2 separate regions of the Rattus norvegicus genome follow, and region 1 is linked to region 2. The links are chromatin contacts, called in public Hi-C maps. All regions are on one chromosome and are shown on one strand. Each heading gives the region's core, a stretch centred on a gene start, on an enhancer-like site or on the middle of the called end of the contact. The rest is flanking DNA. Distances are from core to core; before and after follow the strand shown.

What was found. A called contact is a pair of places that touch in the nucleus more often than the background predicts.
Region 1: a Hi-C map of Schwann cells shows a contact between it and region 2, with 7 times the contacts expected there. The contact joins the promoter of Thsd7a here to the enhancer-like site in region 2. A contact is called at or near these places in 5 of 12 Hi-C or Micro-C datasets (the A7r5 cell line, the Rat2 cell line, Schwann cells and 2 more) and 1 of 1 datasets of contacts at active chromatin or transcription factors (oligodendrocytes).

The regions. Positions count from the first base shown.
Region 1 is chr4:41,864,167-41,866,866 of GRCr8, reverse strand. Thsd7a (thrombospondin type 1 domain containing 7A) reads left to right here and starts at 1,343. Exons shown (of 28, transcript NM_001191970.2): 1 at 1,343-1,499. The coding sequence starts at 1,343.
Region 2 is chr4:41,464,253-41,467,148 of GRCr8, reverse strand. Thsd7a (thrombospondin type 1 domain containing 7A) reads left to right here. Exons shown (of 28, transcript NM_001191970.2): 15 at 991-996; 16 at 2,401-2,534. Among named protein-coding and RNA genes, the nearest start is that of Thsd7a, 400 kb to the left of the region's middle. Within about 2 kb of position 1,473, at least 9 of the 93 cell types and tissues checked have an H3K27ac peak or open chromatin away from gene starts, as enhancers often do. A contact at or near this core is called in Schwann cells, where this site is marked.

The sequences.
Region 1 (2,700 bases), core at 94-2,593, 400 kb before region 2:
ACTGCCTTGATACTATTTAAGCGTTACAAGGAAATGGATTAATAATAAACGACTGTTATTGTGAGCGGGGGGGGGGGAGAGGGACAAAGCTTTATCTGACTGCACACATTCTTGTGTTAGTTCTGATCTAATAAAATAGAGAACAAAAGGAACAAGCCATGTGGTTCCTTATTTTGGTTGTGCTAAAAAGCATTTTTAAAGAAAGAATTAGAAGCTATCAGTCTCAGGAATGAAATTTAAGTATAAAAATAGTTATTAACTGGGTGATAGCCAACTACTTTTACTCACTCATTTGTGCTTTAATTTTTCTCCACACCTCTGATATTTCTTAGTGTGTTTTCAATAGAGATGGGAAGAGAAAGGAATGGAACTTTTATGTACTTCACCATTGAAATTGAATCCTACTAGCTGTGTGTGTACATTCTTACTCATGCAATTAGACAGCAACCGGGACACTTTTTAAAGTACGGAATCTCTTTCAAAGGCAGGAACAAGACAATGTGTTGATTTGACACACATTAACCACCGTCACATTGTTACTGAGGCTGGGCTGAAGTTTAAAAGAAAAAGAAAAACACGGAAGAAAGTGCTCAAGTGCCTTTTGATAGTGATCCCTGATCTGTTCCCTCACAGGTTCATAAATACCGCTCCTCTCATAAAGTAATCCAGAAGGCACAGCTTCAGAATAAATGACCAACGCTGATGCTTTGTGTAAATATGCAGGGAGAATAACACGCCACTAGATCAGCATTTGACTCCTTGGGTGACGATGAATTTCAATGTCAGTTATTTGTCATCCTGAAGCCTGCCCTGTGATGATGCCTTTTATTGGTGTATCCTTGCGAACATATTTCAGCGCACCATGTGCCGGGGAGTTCTCGGGGCGGGCGAGTGGGGTCTGGGTGCTGGCCCTGTGCCCTCGGTGCCCTCCACACCCGCCTGTGGTCCCCTCGGGTCCCTTTGGCTCCTCTCAGCTCTCTCTCCCCTCCCCTCCCTACAGCTGGCGGCGGGGGCTGCTCCTCTTAGAGCTCTGGGCCGGCTCTGTCAGCTGGGGCCCCCTGCGGCCGGCTGTGTCCCTCGCCGCTAGGACCTGCCAGTCTGCGCGCCATGGCAGCGGCGGCAGCATCCCCGCCAGCATCCCCGCCAGCCAGCGGCGGCGGCGGTGGCGTCCACGGTCGCGGCTGATGCTATTGTTCCCTAGTGTTAGTTGCTCTTTGGCTGCTTTTCATCTGGAGCGAACAATAGGAGCAGCGAGAGCTTTACGTTCTCTACTGCTGGAGAAGGAAGGACCGTCCCCCGCGAGAGTGCTGTGGCTCCGGAGGCTGGAGCGGCTGCGGACAGCATGGGGCTGCGAGCCGGGCGCCTGGCGTCCCTGAGCCGGGGCGTCCTGCAGCTGATGCGGCTGCCACTGCTCCTGCTACTCCTGCTGAGCTCTGGAGCCCGCGGGGCTGCGGCGCAGGGAGACACAGAGGTGCCCACCCTCTATCTGTGGAAGACGGGTAAGTGGGACAGAGTTGTCCTTTTCTCTGTCTCTAAATCTGGGGCTAAGATCCAGAGGGAGCTAGGGGTTCCTGAAGGAGCCTCTGTGTTTCCAGCTGATCCTGATTATGCCGGGATCCTCAGGTCAAAAGTATGATCCCTGCAAGCGAATTAGGTCACGTCCTATGCCATTAGGAAAGAACAACATAACTAAGAGGCAACAGTGAGTCACTGGAGTGATTGTTTCTCTTGACACTCGGTAGTGAATGAGGGCAGCGCTGTACTTTCATTACAAAGTGAAGTATTTTTAATATCTGGGTTTCCAGTCCTTAGACTTTCTAAAATGACATTCTAAAAATGAATAGGTAAACAGTATATATATATATTTAAGTGTGTTAAGTGTAGCTTTGTGGTGTGTGGGACACTGCGTACAAGACCTATGGGGACAGATCTAATAGTAAAAAGCAAAGGGGCTTTCAGGAACCCTTAGGGGAAACTGGGCAGTGAAATTTGTAACGAGCGATTCAAAGTGATTTTTTTTACTCGGTGGAGTGATTAACATGTGGGTTTAGAAACTTTTCCTTCCGTGAAAGAAGTCTTTTTGCGTTGTTTTCGGACTAAACAAGAAAGGTAGCAACTCACTGCTCCTCAGACTCTCTGTGCAAAGCGCTGTAGAGGCAGAACAGGCAGGAAAACAACAAAACCCTAGGGCTGGAGGCTCCCCTCTCTGCCCAGCGGCTGTGTGGATGCTCTCTCTGCCCTCTATGGGAGATGGAATTCCAGAGCCAACCGGAAACTTCATACACTCACAGGAGAAAAGAGAAGGAGGTATTCTCGCTGCTTATAACAGAGGATGACTTGAGAGTTCCTGGGCGATGCCTAAATATTAAGATAGGAATGAGGTAGAAAGGAAAAGTGTCCAGATCACAATTCAGGCAGAGTAGGTCTCCTGGCTTCAGTCCTCCCACCTCCCTACTGGGGAGACAGATCCATTTACACCAGAATCACACTGATGACTGAAGGTTTAAAGAGGATTCATACGTCCAAGCAGCATTGTAGTGAAGCATTAAACATACAATCACTTAAAGACAAAACACACTTCACCTTGGAAAAATCGCACGACATGCACGTGCACGCTCGTACATGTACAAAGACAGGCACGGATTAGTCAAAGCAAAGTCATTTTCGCTAACTTGGTAAGACTTTGAAGATCAGCTAGTT
Region 2 (2,896 bases), core at 224-2,723:
TTCCAATAACAAATTTAATATTCATAAACTACAACCCATGGTCCTATTAAAGAGGAAGTGTACATATATTCAATATGCCGCATGTGTGCGTGTGTGTGTCTAACCAGTCACTGTGCAATTAAAACATGTCACATTTGCCTGATCACTTTTGTTTCCAAAGACACATGACCCTGTACTAAGCTGCCTGTACTGTATCCTTTCCTTTCAATGTTACATCTCCCAGAAAATCAAGACAGAATTTCATAAGCACACTAATGTATTGGTTTTCAATTCATTGGGGGTGTATCAAAACAGTAATAACTGAAAAGTCAAAGGTAAATCAAGGAAAAAAACAGGTAGTTAGGCATCAAATTTTGAGCAAAATGTTTTACATAAAACTTATGAAGAGGGAGTAAAATACTCAAGAAATTAAAATATTCAAAGTACCGTGTTATTGTTTATAAGTTGTACACCATGCAGATTTTTACTTTAATTAAAATACCTTGGTAAAAAATATAGCAGTTCGTTGAGTTGAAAATCGTCTCTGAAAACGTTTCCTCGCTGAAGTTAAGCCCTCAGGTCCTTATCTCACTAAAAGTATATGAATGGATTAAAGCAGAGTGGTGGACATATGGAACTGTAGGTGGGACAGTTTATAGACAGCAGTCCGTGTTTCCAATGACTCATGAGATAGTTGCAATCACAGTTCAGTTTGCAGTGCCAGGGGCTCTGAGATCCACTCGGGGTTTGAAGTCTTGTCATCGCACACATGCAATCATTCCGGTGGTTGTGTAATGTTTTTCTGCTCGTCTTACGTGAAAGTCAAGAGAAATGGTTGGTTTGCCCTTCCTAAAACCTAAGAAATACATCCTAACCTTTTACTAAATTAATGTTTTAAATAAAAGTCCTTATAACTGAAATGTACACTATAAGCTCTTGTCAAAATAACTAATGTTTTTATATTTCTCTGTTTCTTGCCCTTTACTCTGTTCCCGCCAAACACCACTCCAGGCGCAGGTGAGCGTGCTTATCTTCCACATCTTCAGAGTTCTATTTTTTAAAAAATTATTATTTTCTCCACTAGGTTTTCTTCTGCCTATTTTCTTTTTATTTCCCAGTATAGTTACTATGGTTTCTTAATTGATAGGGCCTGAGGAAAGAGAGTGAGGTGACTAGCCTTCACCTACAGCACTTTAATGAGGCAATGGTACCCTTTATTTATGCTTGAAGGAGAGCAGTACGGTGCACTGAAAATGGATATTTGGAGATGTTGGAATTGTCTATGAAATACTTTGCATTTATCCCCTAACAATGGGGAATGACCATCTATCTCTCAAAGGGTTAGAAATAGAAGCAGGGCCCCTTCAATTTGATTCTTCTATTCCCTGGGACTGGTGTGGTGGTGTTTAGCCATTTGGTTGGTGATAGTCCTGTTTTAACACATCTCCCTAATGGGGATATACTGGTCGTATCATTAGCTACAGCATTATTCCGACATCACATATGATTTACTCTAATTTTGTTTTTTCATCCTCCAAGTGTGCAAAAGGATAGCTCCAAATGACTGCTTAAATCTGATTCCCAGAATTGATTTAAAGTATTTTCCTTTCCTGGTTATATTCTTGGTTGTAGTAGATTGTGGTCTATTTAATTTCTTTTTCTGCTTATTTTCCTCATTGAGAAAACTGCACAGTGGCTTCATTGTTCTAGAATTCCTGAAGCGAACACACAATACTGCCTTTGGGACTGAAAGCTTTGTGTACAGTAACCGCAGATAGCTGGCTGTGTTGTCAGGCCTTGATGGTGACAGCTGTGTCTGGGACTATATATCGTGTAAAGCTAATTCAGGACCTTGGTTCCTTACCTCAAGGGATTGAGGATTAGATTCAAGATAGGCTTATTTCCATGTACTCATCATTTCAGTTTCTTGCATGAAAAATGCTAATTCTTACAACTATACACATTTATATGTAAAACTGTCTAATATTTGTCTGGAAAACAGATACGTGTATAGTGTTCTTTATAGTATTCCTCTCATTCATTCATTTGATAAATCTTGACTAAGTGTCTAGCACATGAGTGCCCTGCGCTAAGAACTCAAGAGGCATAAAACTTTGAACCAAATAGCCCAAAAGCTTATAATTTGGTGTGCTAAAGGTCAGTTTAGGAAAATATGTTTTGGTTCGGGCCCAGTGGGTTAGAAGATTCACTGTAAAAGCAGACAGAAGGCAGCTCAGCCCACCTTCCTCTTCTTGACCAGACTTCTCAAGATGCTATCTTTCTTCCTACTTGAGTGTGCAAACAATAAGGGGGAGAAATGGAAGCAGACGAGGGGAATGATGTTTGTGGTGATAGAGAATCCTCCATCCACCCTTCCCTAGTCTCATTCCACGGCCTGAGATCACCAGGTGTGTGTTTCAGGTGTATGAGGTCGTCCCGTGCCACAGTGACTGCAACCAGTACATATGGGTCACAGAGCCATGGAGTGTCTGCAAGGTGACCTTCGTGGACATGCGAGACAACTGTGGAGAGGGTGTGCAGACCCGAAAAGTAAGGTAAGACCTAGTGGAATGATGGAGGAGCAACCTGGCACCCATCTCCCCGTTCCACAGGTAACAGCGTGGGATCTGTCATCTCTGCTCTCCTGACAACTCTCATTAGTTTTGGTTTTAGGGAATCTGGATTCTTGGAAGTTAAGACCTTCCATTGCAAACAGCAGTTTGGGTATTCTAGTTCCTGACCCAAAAAACTTCATTTTACAATAGATTTTTAAAATCATATTGGTTTTTGAGATTATAATATGATTACAATTACATGCCTCCTCATTTCCTCCCTCCAGATCCTCAGCCCAGTACCCCCCCTTGTTTTTTGTTTTAAATCCACAGTCTCTTTTTTCATTAACTTTTGTTATATCTGG